2 separate regions of the Cricetulus griseus genome follow, and region 2 is linked to region 1. A link is a contact called in public Hi-C data. All regions are on one chromosome and are shown on one strand. The core of a region is the stretch at or near the end of the contact, and the rest is flanking DNA. Distances in the headings are between cores, read along the strand shown. Region 1 holds the start of Nptn (neuroplastin). Region 2 overlaps Nptn (neuroplastin).

Region 1 (6,803 bases), core at 1,312-3,811:
ACATTTCAATATCATATGGAACATGGTATCTCTTTCTGAAACACTGTACAAAAAGTAAAACCTTTAGGACATGAAATCAGACTATTGCAAGACTATTATCAACAGAAAGCTTAAATATTTCCACTGAGACACATTACAGAAAGTTTTAAAATGGCATCCTTAACCATATAAACTCAAAAGTAACCATTTCTTTATTGAATTCAATTTACATTCATTTGGGTCAACTATGGACTCATCGTCACTTTACTAGTCTTGTCACGTGACTAAATCCAAGCTCATTTCAAGGGAAAGGCTGTACTATGCTGTATTTAGAACATATTATCACTAAGAGCAGCCAGATGAGTCTTTGTAGACCTATCCAAAAGCCTTGCCTTAGTTGCTAAGAAACTACAATTTACCATATTATAAATCATCCAAAACAACTTATGCCAGCACAGATTAAACATCTACCATCAAGAATCTCTCACCTACAGCACAAAATGAAACTGCTACTTCCACAAATAACTGAAATCAGAATTAGAGTCAAGTCATATCACATAAATGACTGGTAGAGCAAGCAAATCAGGCTAACTCTACCATTTCCCTTCCACAGCTTTGTACTTAAGGAAAATGGGGTGGGGGTGCCCACATCCTTAGGATATTCAATGTAAGAGACAGAAAAATGTTTCCCTTTTGACCCATGAAGAAACAAAGCCATAGGGCATAAAATTCCCTAAGTAGAATGATAGCGCTTTTTTTTTTTTTTGTCTCAATACTGTATTTTCGCTGTAACCTCTAGCATTTTAAGGTCGGTTTCTCTTCAGAACCCTCAACTCCACGGACTCTGCGTGATTTTGTTTTAATGAAAGCCATTTTAATTTCAGACAAGAGCAATTTTAATTGTTTTAGTATAACAACGAAGAATGAGGAGATTAAAACTAATTTATGTCTCCCTACCCCAACCGACTTCTTATGATTTTTTCATATGAAAAAATCTTTAAACCTCTTAATAGTTGTTTCCACAATAACTGAAATAGGCTCATTATCCTTTTAAGTTTGCTTCTGAAAGATCAGTTCAGCAACAGAACTGTGGCAATGCTGTCAATCAGAATCCGTCAGGTTTAGCTCCCCCATGCCTATTATCCTTCATCATCTTCTCTAAAAAGCTTCAGCTCGAAACCCAATTTTCGCTTCCACTGTACCTTAAACACATCCCAGAGGCCACATTCATATTCCACAGAAATGACATCTTTTCAGTCTTGAAACTTTTAAATCTCAAAAGCCCACTTCCTCCATTTCCCTGCCATCACTCAACTGCCCTCAATCCCACCACTGCAGATGTAACTGTCCCAGCCCTCCCCAAAGGCCAAACCTACATCATACAGCATTTGCCACAACTCATCCCCTCCCTAATGTATCCACCACGCTGCAAAGCAACATTACACCCCCGACTTCCTGCATTTTACTCCCTTCCCTTATTTTTCGTCTTCCCCAACACCCACCTCTATACCCAGGCACCCTTTACTTCTCTGATGCTTCCTCTACCTCAGTTTTAATGCTTTCCCCCCATCCTCTGCTCATTTTCCTCTCCTTATTTAGAAACTCCCTTTTGCTTTCCCAACCGCTACCCTAGAATGCCCAGCACTCCACCCTCTTTGGCAAAACCCAGCCCTCTTCCCCCAGCAGCTCGTTTGGAGACACTGCTGCTTCTCTTTTCCAGGTCCCCCACTGCAGTCAACCCACTCCATCATCTTTCCGCCCACCTTCCCTCTACCCCCAAATCCAAGGTTCCCCGAATCCCTTACTAACCCCTCTCCTTGGAGACTCAAGTAGTGGCTCCCGCTAGGTGTTCTTCAGGATCCTTTTCACCCCAGCTTCCCCCTCCTCCCATTTTCCAGGATGTCACTAGGGTTCCGGGGCCCCCGTAGAATCCCGGTGTCAGCGCCTGCAGAACCCGGTTCCCTCGCCGCCAACACCCCTCTGCCGGCTCGAACTCGAACGCCTTCTCCAGAGCCGCCCCCGCTACTCCAGCTCCTGGTGAGCGCAGAGCCCCACGCCGCGCGCGGACCTGTCTCCAGCGCCCCGGGCTCGCAGCACAGCGACGCCTCCACTCTCCACGAAGCGCCTCCTCGCTTCAGCCCGGCCGCCCGGCCGCCCGCTCCCGGCTCCGGCATCCCCTTCAGGCCTGGGCCCGGCCCCTCTGGTTGCCGGAGCCCGGCGCCCCCGCCCGGCCCGCCCCCGGCCCCTCGGCTTACCGTTCTGAGCAGCACCTGGCCCTGGGAGGAGCGAGCCAGAGACCAGCAAGAGCGAGAGGGCCAGGGCGCTGGGGAGCGAAGAGCCCGACATCCTCCCGAGCCGGAGAGCGCGCAGCGAATGGGCCGGGCCGGGGCCGGGGCCGGGGAAGGGAGGGGAGGGAGGGAGGGGGCGGGCGAGCGCGCGAGGGAGTGAGTGAGCGAGGCAGCGGCGCCCCAGCTCCGTCCTTCCCCGTCCTCCTCCTACCGCCGCAGCGCCCAAGCCTCGCGAGACCTCCGCTGGCGGCCGTGGGCGGTCCAGGAGCTCCGGCGGCAAGGCTCGCGAGAAGAGGCTCGCGCCCGAAGTCCCCGCCCCTGCGGAGGCTGATTGGCCTAGCGCAAGGGAGCTCACATGCAGAGGGCGCTTCTGGCCACGTGATGGGGCGAGGCGGGGACTCCACCCGCCCGCCCGCTCTCCCGCGGGGGAGGCCGTCAGAGAGCACGGCGGAGTACAGTTTTCCCCTCGGTGGAATCCTAGTGCCCGTAAATGAGAGGAAGCATTGAGTAAACTGTCTCTCCTCCACCCATACTGCCTTTCAAGCGTTACCGCTCTAAACTTCAGAAATGGATACACCAGACCCCGCTAATAAGCTTCCTGTCATCGTCCCTTATCAAGAACTTGCTATTCTTGCTTCTGGACTTTGACCAGAGACCGCTAGAGCTATCTGGCCACAACCTCTCTGCCACATTTTCCCCTCCCGGGCAGTGTTACACGCTTGCTGTGCCTTCCTGCGCGGACATCTGTTCCCTCTGCCTTCAAGTGTCCTCCTTTTCCTCCCTACCTGTGCCATCCCCACCCCCCTTTGGCCTTATTTTAGCTTCACAGACTCTGAGGGCCCGAAGTTAACTAGCCTAGTTGTAGGGCCATAGAAAAAATTCTACAAGGAAGTCATATGTCAAGTGATAGACAGAATCTTTGGTAGAGAAACCTGTAGAAAATAGTTTCCAGTCAGTTCACAGTGGATTAGGAAGAGTCAAATGACCCATAGGAAAGGGGCCAGAAAAAAAAAGGCCGGGGGGCGTGGGGGGGGGAATTTAGCCATGTTGCATGGAAATTTGAGAAATGCCTCCTTTGGGAGAAGGAGGATATTGGGGAGATGCCATGGTTGGTAAAAATGCTTGCTGCACTAGGATGAAGACCTTCCCCAGCATAAAAGGGAAAAGATGGCCATCAGGCCTGTGGCTTTCATCACAGGCTGGAGAGGTGGAGAACAGGAGGACCTGGAGCTTGCTGGCTAGCCAGCCTAGCCAGTTGGTGATCTCCAAGTTCAGTGAGAAACCCTGCACTCTACTGAAGTGGAGAGTAGTTAAGGGAGACAGCCAGAAGCTGCCGTCTGGCCTCCGAGTGCATGCAGGCTTGCTCACACACAAACACAGATTTGGGGGACTTGGCTTATTGTTTTTTTTTTTTTTTTTTTTTTTTTTCCTGTACCACCCTCAGCACTTGTGGTTAACAAAGAAGTGTTCTCTGTGGCTTAGGTCATCCCTGAGTCAGAACAGGCATCCTCGGGTGTGTCTATGACTTAAAAATGAGGAATGGTAAACTGGCCTGCCGACCTGACTTTCTTCAAAGGCTTTGGTGAATCTGGAGGAAGGAGATCCTCACAGCCTCTCCAGCTTTCCTGGGAACTAGACAACTAGTGGTTATAGACTGAGTCTTCCAGTAAGGGCTAGGGCTACAACTGTGGTATGCACAAAGAGGAAAGGCTGTTGTTTTAAGCAGGTTTTTTGGTGTTTTTTTTTTTTTTTTTTTCTTAACAAAGGCCATTCTTGCGGCCATCCTGTAAAAACAACTACCGGCTGTCACTAGTGAAGCCAAGTTTCTCAGTTGATGGACATTTTGATTGAATGCAACCATTCTGCCTCCTAGAAACCATAAGAAACATATGTTTTATCCTTACAATGAGGAATCCTTATAACATTATCATTTGTAGCAGGGGAAACTGAGGCTAAGAGATGGTATGGTTTGCTCAGGGTCTCCAAGCTTAACTGTTGCTGCCAGGCAGTCTAGTTTACTTGCTTCTAGGCTTATTTTAGAAGCAAATCTCCTGGGCCTCTTGAACTTGGGAGTGGCATGTGACTGACTCAGCCAATGAAATTTGAGAAGTGGCATGCATCATTTTCCAATTGAAGCATTTATTTCCAGGGTTTCAATTTTTTTTTTGCCTTGGCAACAATGAGTAGTGATTATGACAGTGAAAATACATGTCAACAGGAAATGTATAGCCACTTGGATCCTTGAGTTAGCACAATAAGTTGAACTCTCCTATCCACCCACACATCTCTTGAGTTAAACTATTGACCGTCAAGGATGTTTGTTCTTTTCCCCTTTAAACATTTTTTATTTTACATGTATGAATGTTTTGCTTGCATGTATGTATGTGCACCATGCAGTACCTGTGGAGGTCACAAGAGAGTGCTGGAACCCCTGGAACTGGAGTTACAAATAGTTCTAAGCTTCTGAGTGCTGAGAACTAAACCTGGGTCCTCTGCAAGAACAGTAAGTGTTCTCAACCACTGAGCTGCCTCTCCAGCCTTCAGTGGTTATTCTTAAAGCACAACCTGAACAAATCCACCCACATTGTATCACTAGTATCTACAAGTCAGGCATCCTTGCGCAAGTGACCTAATAATTTCTCTTGACATTATCCATCAAATAGGGACAGTGATCATTGCAACCTCAAAAGACTGTGATAAGAAAAACTAGCTAAGTTTGTCTGCAATGTTTCAAATCATTTCTGGTATGGCAAGACTCCAATGTTGATCATGACACCACTACAACTCAGACTCCAGCCTACAGTTCCCCTCCCCACTGCTGCAATGTCATGATTACAGAAAGTGAATCAGGAACAACCTTGTAACTATGAGTACTACCACTCAACTCTCAAAACACTCAGCTATGAAGAACCCTTTTACCTAGAAAAAAATGCCATCAGGTTGCACATGACAGTAGCAGTATTATTGGTTTCCTTCTGTCTTAAAATACATAACTAAAATCTCCTATTGATTCAGTAACTGTGTTAAAGGAATTTAGAAATGTGGGGGTTTTATTGTTGTTTGTGGCTTTAAAAACTAGCTAAAACCAGGCATAATAGCTCACATTAATACTTGGGAGGCTGAGGCAGGAGGATCGCTCCAAGTTCAAGGTCAGGCTAAGCCTCAGAGGTGAAATCCTGTCTTAAAACAGAACCAATAATTATTTGTACACACTAAGAAAACTACAACTGCAGACATGTCTGGGCATTTTTAAGCTCCTTGTAATACCTCGGAAGAACCCTAGGGGACCTCAGAGCTCATGCTGAAACACTTTCCTGGCCTCCAGGGACTCCCTTGGAGGTCTTCTTCCCAGTGTTGGTAGCGCCCTCTGGTGGGAAGGCCTGCAATTCCCAACTGAAAGGCTTCCTTTGGTTTGGTTTGACTGGTTCATTCTGTTGTCATTGGAAGGTTGGTCAAAAAGACACAGTAGTGGGGTTCCTAGAGATGACCTTAAACTTCCTAGTGGTTTTCTCTCTTGATCCTGCACAGGTCTCTTTCTCCTCATACATACTTCCCACTCATCTTGATTGCGTCCATCTGACCTTCCTTGACCTTTTCAACTCCTTGCACCGTCTTTGAACTCCATACATGAATCCAACAACCATGCTGACAGCCTCTTCAGTACTTTGGTGTCTCGGTTTTTTTATCTTCTCATTTCCAACAGCCTTCTCCCTGGAACAACCGAGGTTCTACGTGAACACTTTAATCATCCTTTTTGAAGGGTGCTATGAAGTGTAATGCTCTACTCTACAAATTGACACCTACACTTTGGTTCCCTTGTTAGTACCCCATTTGTTATAATTCTTCAACCTCACCGAGACTGCTGATTCACAAATCCCACCAAGTTCTCTTTCTTCCATTCTACTTTTCCCTCTCGGTCAAGTTGGGATGGAGCCGATGGTTCATGGCTAGGACCACTGACTTCCCCGTCTCATCCTCCAGTAATGTCCAGAGACAACCACAATCTGAATGAGAACTGACGTCTGAAATGAGACTTCATGCTTGCACCTGAACATGGTTTCATTTTCTTTTTTTCAAGAAAAATATTTTTTAATTTATTTTATTTTATGTGCATTTGTGTGTACCATGTGCATGCAGTGCCCATGGAGGCCAGAAGAGGGTGCCATATTCTCTGGAACTTGGTGGCTGTTAGCCAAGAGGTCAGTGCTGACAACAAACCCAGGTTCTTGAAAAGAACAACAGTGCCCTTAATGGCTGAGCCATTTCTCCAGACTCTGAACTACTTTCTGTGCACAATCTCATACCTCCAAATGGCACTCACCCTTGTCCAGCAAACCTATTCCATATGTGGTAAACTGAATTTGCACCCACAGTGATCACATACAAGGAATGCTTTATTTTCTACCCCATCCCAAGTCAAATTTAATCAGTTCCAAGTAACCGTTTGCTGAGAAAACAAGAGATTCTATTTTGGTCATTATGAGACTTCCTCCCTGTTTCCTATAGGACAATAAGCAATTCCTGAGTTTCTGTTTG
Region 2 (6,803 bases), core at 1,200-3,699, 66 kb before region 1:
TATGTATTGCCTTCAGCGGAGATCACACATGGTACTAATAGGCCTTTGGGGATACTCTACCTAAGAAGATAATAATTTATTTCTCTTAAAAGTAGACTACAATACAAGGTTATTTATTGTGAAACAAACCGAATACAAATATGTGACATATAAATATGCTGAATTACATTCCTTTCCATACACTGTAGTGAACAGAAAGAATTTGTTCCATCAGTATTAGCTATTCTGAAATTAACAATAAGGTCTTACCACATAACTACTACTGAATTTGGAGCAAGGTGAGCAGAGGCACAGTTCATTGGAATAGAACTTTTAAATCTCTAAAGAAGGCCATACTTACATTATAAGCAGTACTTAATTTGTGTTTCTCTGGCGCAAGTTTTTATCTTTGTGATTGTTGGTAGAGTTGGTTTTCCTTTGGAGGAAAAATTGCACTGTGTGAGTTCAACTAGTCATATTGTTTGAAAATGCAACACATGGAAACAGAGACTCTTCACTTCCATCCCTGGTGTAGCAGCAAACTCTACTTCTAACACTAGTAAGTAACAACATTCCTTACATAAAGTACCTCTTACTTTCAATGATTAGATTCTTCAGACTCCCAAGGCAGAAAACACACAGGTAACATTCCCTTAGAGTTCTTTAGTTTTTCCCCCTAGACAGGGTTTTTCTGTAGCTTTGGAGCTTGTCCTGGAACTCATTCTATAGACCAGGTTGGCTTCGAACTCAGAGATCCACCTGCCTCTGCCTCCCGAGTGCTGGGATTAAAGGTGTGTGCCACCAACACCCAGCTCCCTTAGATTTCCAAACTATAGTTACTTACAAAAGTAAGAGACTTAATCCTTTGAACACTTAATTTCTTAAAAGATGACCAGCAACTAGCTATGCTGACCCCTTTGGCCATTAACCCACCAGCTGCCCTTCTGCCTTCTCATAATCTCCAACTCTAGGAAAGCCTGGTAGCTTTGGACTCATTCCATGATACAGCTCCATCTCTTGTCAGCAATTGTTAATAGAACTAGACAGTAGTTTATCAGCTTAAGCATGTCAAATACATAAACTCTTTTCAACTTCTTTTGTATACTATTTACTTGTATGGCTAAAAATAAGACCTGGCCTAAGAATCAAAGTCACCAGTTGAATTATGTCAGGCTTAAAAAGTATACACTGCAACTTTTATTGTAAGGGAATTGCCTTCTCTTACAATCTTTAGTATTCCTTTTGACTAAACTGCAAACACAACGCAATTCAATCAAACTGTAAAATCATATCCAATGAAGTACTCACATTGGTCCAGCTGGTTCATCATCTACATCAGGTGTTCAGTTTTTAATAATCCATGAGATATAAAAGAAAGGAGAAAACCATTAGACTCTGCATAAGAATGAATAGGACAGTAAACTGCAAGTGGCAAACATGGCTATTCATAGCATTTATTAAAGGCCATTCCATCTGGAGGTGCAAAACACTCATGAAGTTATTTCTAGATTCAGTTTTAATGGCAGATATGTTCTTTCAATGGTTTTAGTTAACACTTTGAATGCTCATCATGAAAAACTGCAACTGTAGCGGACAGATAGGCTGCAATATCATTGTACTCATCTTGTCCCCAAGTTCCAGTGGTTCACTCATAAATAGATGAGAAGACAAACCAACATTTCAGTTGTAAAATCCTGCTGTTTGTTTTCTTGTGGAGAATGTATGCAGTTCTTCAATGTAAATGGATGTGTACATTTATATACATTTAACCACACATCCTCATTTCCCCAGAGGGCACTGTTTGTCCTGCTGTTTTACAATCTTTATGAGGTCACTGATCGGAAGCATGAGACTGAGGAAGATGAAGCCATAATAGTTCAACCTAATCCTTGGCTGGCCAGCAAGAGACACGAGAAGCAGAGGGTATTCTGACATCACAGGGACAGCTAAACAGTGACACCCCTCTAAAAAACTACATGAAAAGATGGGCTTGTTATTGTGCCCTGGCCAAAACAAGAAAAGCCATGAGATGTTTGTTTTTTTTTAATTAAAAAAAGTTTTGTTATTAGTGTTTAGAAGTCTTATTAATTATACTTCATAATCCTGACATCTTGTTCTCTTAGTAGATATGCATACATTGAGAAAGTTATTTAAAAACCCACAAAGGGGAGGGCACAAATAAGCACCCTTGTTTTTACTGTACAACAGTTGTGTGCTTTTACTGAAGGCATCTAGAAAAACTCTCAGCAGGATTCCACAAGGGGGCTTGGTGCACATGAAGCAGTTATGGAGATTACAATCTTGGTGTAGGCATCTGCAGGAGCACATGTCAGGAGTAATGTCTGTCAAGGAGACATTGCTCCACCTGTTCCTTTCAGGCAACGCAAAGCCACCGCCAGCACACAGTGACTGGAACAAAACAGGATTAAAAAAAAAAAAAAAAAAAAAAAAAAAACTAACCACAAACCAATGACTCATCAGCAAAACAAGAGGCTAGCAACATACCAGTGTCCATAGGAGTCCACTACTAACAGTGCTATTAACACAGGTACAGAGAACAAACTAGGACTCAGGACACCCAAGACATCTGTTTGCTGTATATGCAGTGGAAAGATACAAGGACATACCAAGTACTAAGACACACAAGCCCAGCCTGAACCCTCCCCTCTCCACAGCCTACTGCTCAGCACCCAGGGCAGGCCAATCAGATAACATGCTAGAAGCTAAGCACCTTGAGAATTTAAAGACGACACAGGAACAAACTAATTTTAGTGTGCACCCCAAAATACGAAATTCTAATGCAAGACAGCCAAATCTACTCCCAACTTTAAAAGACAGGAGAGGGGGGAAATCACAATAGCAAGGCCAGTCTTCTCCTAATAGGACACTAGACTACCCCAAGCACACTTCACACCACAGTCCTTTCTTTTGGCATGGGGTGTACCCTGGTGTCTAAATGTCACTTTCCAACCTAACAAGCTGGCCACATGCAAGGGTTTGCATATGAGTATGTGAGCAACAGTGTTTCTGGTGCAGCTGCCAAGCCTGAAAGTGGGAGCAGCTGTGACTCACACTGTGTCTAAATCTCAGAAACCCTGCTTCATTCCCAAATCCACTTGGATACCACAAAGCAGAGGACACGCCCCCCCTCCTCTCCTGTGCTGAGCCACTGCCTGCAGCATCACTCTCCCATACAGGTCAGACAAAAGAACAACTTGACCTCCACAGGAAGGTCAGGAGAGAACAGAGCTACAGAGAAAGGCACAAAATAAAGTAAATGAGGACTAAACAGCAAACTAAAAATCCAAATTAGTTGTGAAAGTGAATGAAGTAAACTTGAAGAAAAGTGTTAACATTATGAACTGTGCATTGTATAGACTGAAGCGGAGATTAAACAAACTCCAAAAGCATGCATATCGCTCACTTACCACCATGTTTTAAGGGTTTGATGCAATTGAAGGGGGAAAAAAAAGAAGTCACAGTAACCGACAAATATCAACATACCCCCAAACCCTCAGGTCAAAGCTGCTTTAAACAAAGACTGTTCTCTCCACCTGGGGATTACTCACAGCCACTGGCTAGATGAGAGGAAGAGGACTGAGGGAGAATGAAACAAGATGCTTCTGGAATCCACCTGATGAATATGAAACTCCTGATGGAGTGGTGCACATACTGATTTGCCTTCATGCTCTTTCCTTACTGAAGTATGACTGCTCTTGAGGCCCCTACCCTGACACACATTTCATAATAAGGTAAATAATATACGGCACCCACTATACAACATAAAGTGATGGCTTTAGATTCAAAACAGTCAAGAGCTGATTCTGGTCAAAGCCCCTGTGCCACTTCAATCACGTCACTGGGGGTAGGTTGTGTGTGTTCCTTTCTTTCTTTTTTTTTTTTTTTGGTGGGGTCGGGTAATAGGATCTTATATCCCACACTGGCCTAACTCCCTACATGGCTGAGGATGACCTTAAACTTAGGGTCCTGCCTCCACCTCCTAGGTGCTAGGCTTCAAAGCATGCACTGCCATGGATATTTATAAGTTGCTGAGGATCAAAGTTGGAACCATGCCTGCCAGGCAAGCCCTCTACCCAGTAAGTTAGCATCCTCAGCCACCCTCCCCTCCCTTGGCAGAAGGACTTGCTAGTTAGCCTAGACTGGCATCAAACTCACATCCTACCTCAAGTGCTAGAATTTATTATGGTTTCTAAACCCACTTATATTTTTGCCTGGTTTCAACAGGGTTAACACTAAACCCAAGAGAGATGTGGTTCTTTGAATCATTTTCCATGTTTTATCTGTATTTTCTTGTAAGGTACTTGTGACTGACTCTATTTGAGCTGAATGTTTTTTGGTGTCACTTTAAAAAGTCATCTCTCTTCCAGCATCTCCAGCCTGCTGTGAAGCTCCATATGCTACCAAATACTTTGATCAGCTAATAGATTTTGGATTATCAGAACAACGCTTCAGTTCAATGTGTCTAGAAGAACTAAGATTATAGTTACAAAACTGCTTGCCCTCCTCTGCCCCTCACAAACTTGCTAGTACTGTCTCCTTTTGGCCAACTTACAAAATTACCCCAGTGTGAAAACAGAAGATTCTCGGATGCTAATATTCTTTTTCTTAAATCAGCTATTTTAACTCAATGCCTGGGAGGACACCAAAATATCTAGTAGAGCTGAAGGCCCCAAGACTGAACAGGTTTACCCCAGCCTCTATCTCCCAGTGGGCAGAAGGAATCCTGGGAGGGGCACACTAACTGCACTCTGACCTGAGTCAGAAAGGGACTAACACAAATGTGGCTCCAAGGAGGAGTCCAGTTGTAACAGAAGGAAAACTGCACTACTTAACACGTATACTCTCAATGAAAAGGCAAAGCTCTGATGTGACTTTATTATTGACTTGTTACTAAGAACACTAAAAGTGAAAGTCTGTGTGTAAATAGTCTACCTATGAGATAACTTATGTGGCACTGGTCCTCAGAAAGATCTAACAGGGGACTAAAGGACTGTGATTTCTTCTGTGAAATGGCCAGAATATTCAGATAAAAGGACCAAAGCTGCTTTTAAAGAAAGCAGTTAACCTCAACCATATATTTTTTCAGTGTGAGAAATCTAAAGGGACACATGCTTTCCTAATTTGTGTTTGTGTTCTTATTTTGCTGCACTGTTCACTGAATGCTTTTCTACTTAAGGAGAAAAGTTACCAATAACTATTTAGAGAGTTCACTGTGGCTCAAATCAACCACAGATGTTGGTAATAAACCACCTACTTGGGTAAAGAAAAAGCACACCAGACCTACAAAAACTTCACGTTTTCATAGTGGCATAAATAGGCTAACAGACATTATAGCTAAGATTTCTTCACAGAAACATTCTGAGTTTGTATCAGATAGAGTGCACCTTTTCATTCATCCTCAACAGACTGAAGAGTGTGTGCGCGAGCGCGCGCGCGCGCGCGCGCGTGTGTGTGTGTGTGTGTTTGAGTGTGTGTGTGCATCTACAAGTAAACTTAGGGAGGAGCAAACGGGAAGAAAGCCTATCAGTGAGTTTGCTGTCCTCATGAATTGAGATGGAGTCGAGGAGAAACTTAACAAAGAAAAGGCCACAGCATAAGGAAAATTCACTGAAGATCAACATACAACTCTCTTCCAGAAGAAAAGCCAAAAACTGAAGGGAAGATGGAAGCAGGGAGAAATCTAAGAATCTGGAAGTCAGGGTTAGGGAAGTGGTGATGGAAAATGGACCCTGGACCATACTGGCTGTCAGGAAAGGAGAGATGGTGAATACTACAATCATTTCAGAATCCCAGATTTCCACCCAATCCAACAACAAAGAAGTAAAAACTGCTTGCATGATGATATTCTCCCGAGACCAGTGCAAGGAGATTTTACTTTGCACTTACCCTGCAGTCATCTGTTTTGTGTAGAATTCATTCACTATATATAGAAATTTAGCTTATTATTTTCCATTCAGGAAGCTGTTAAGACTGGCTCTGCTGCCATTGCCCACCCCCTACTTCAGTTTAACCACCAAGGAACTCTTACGAGGGCAGCTGCTGCCGTGCACGGGCATCTGCTTGTCAGACAGAACCACCACTAACTAATCATTTCTAAAGTTTAACCTGAAACATGCTGGGACAGAAACATTGACGCAAGTGGCTTATAAGACTGGTGCCTCTGATGGGGACAGGCTAGACCCAGGTATAACTGCTGTGAAAATGGAAGCCATCCTTGCCTTAAATTAAAAACCAGGCTTCAAAGCTTATCTTTGCCTTTTCTTAGCTAACTTTTTGGCTCCTCGGCTTTATAGAAGTTGAAGGTGGCATTTGACACAGCTAGTGCTGTGTCTGTCTCAGTCTCTCTGGTCTTTTGGGGATCCCAGCCCTTTCAGGGCTGAGGAACAAACTCCAGGTCTTGGGCTCTAACACTGACCTAAATCGAAGCCCCTAGGCTCCTAACTGGCAATGTCTGAAACATTCTGAGGGGATGATGGTTCCTTTTAGGAATGAAGTGTAACTTCCCAAATAGCCAAGCTGTACACATATGGAAGGTAGGCATCCTTCTCCCTCCCTTATTCTCATGTCTAAATACAGGTACAGCACTCTATGTTGGGAGTCCTAACATTTAACAAGAAAAAGAAAAATTTGAAGAAAGGGGCATCAGGGATACATGAAAATCCCAAGAATGCAGGTTCACATTACAGAATGAGAAAGCTAAACTGCGGACATTCTTTGATGCAAGGAATTGGACAAAGGCCCCTTCTGCTTCCAGCTCAAGTCTCTCCCATTTTTCTGAGCAGTTTACTAAAGAAAAGTACATC

What was found. Hi-C and Micro-C count contacts between places; a contact is called where the count stands out from the background.
Region 2: a contact with region 1 is called in a Hi-C map of the CHO-K1 cell line, with 4 times the contacts expected there. The contact joins the enhancer-like site here to the promoter of Nptn in region 1. A contact is called at or near these places in 3 of 8 Hi-C or Micro-C datasets (the CHO-K1 cell line, fibroblasts and liver).

The regions. Positions count from the first base shown.
Region 1 is chr4:170,166,783-170,173,585 of CriGri-PICRH-1.0, reverse strand. It overlaps Nptn (neuroplastin), which reads right to left and starts at 2,561. Exons shown (of 10, transcript XR_004769624.1): 1 at 2,235-2,561.
Region 2 is chr4:170,232,542-170,239,344 of CriGri-PICRH-1.0, reverse strand. It overlaps Nptn (neuroplastin), which reads right to left. Exons shown (of 10, transcript XR_004769624.1): 8 at 1,288-1,309; 9 at 341-415. Among named protein-coding and RNA genes, the nearest start is that of Nptn, 65 kb to the right of the region's middle. Within about 2 kb of position 2,449, at least 2 of the 6 cell types and tissues checked have open chromatin away from gene starts, as enhancers often do. A contact at or near this core is called in the CHO-K1 cell line and fibroblasts, where this site is marked.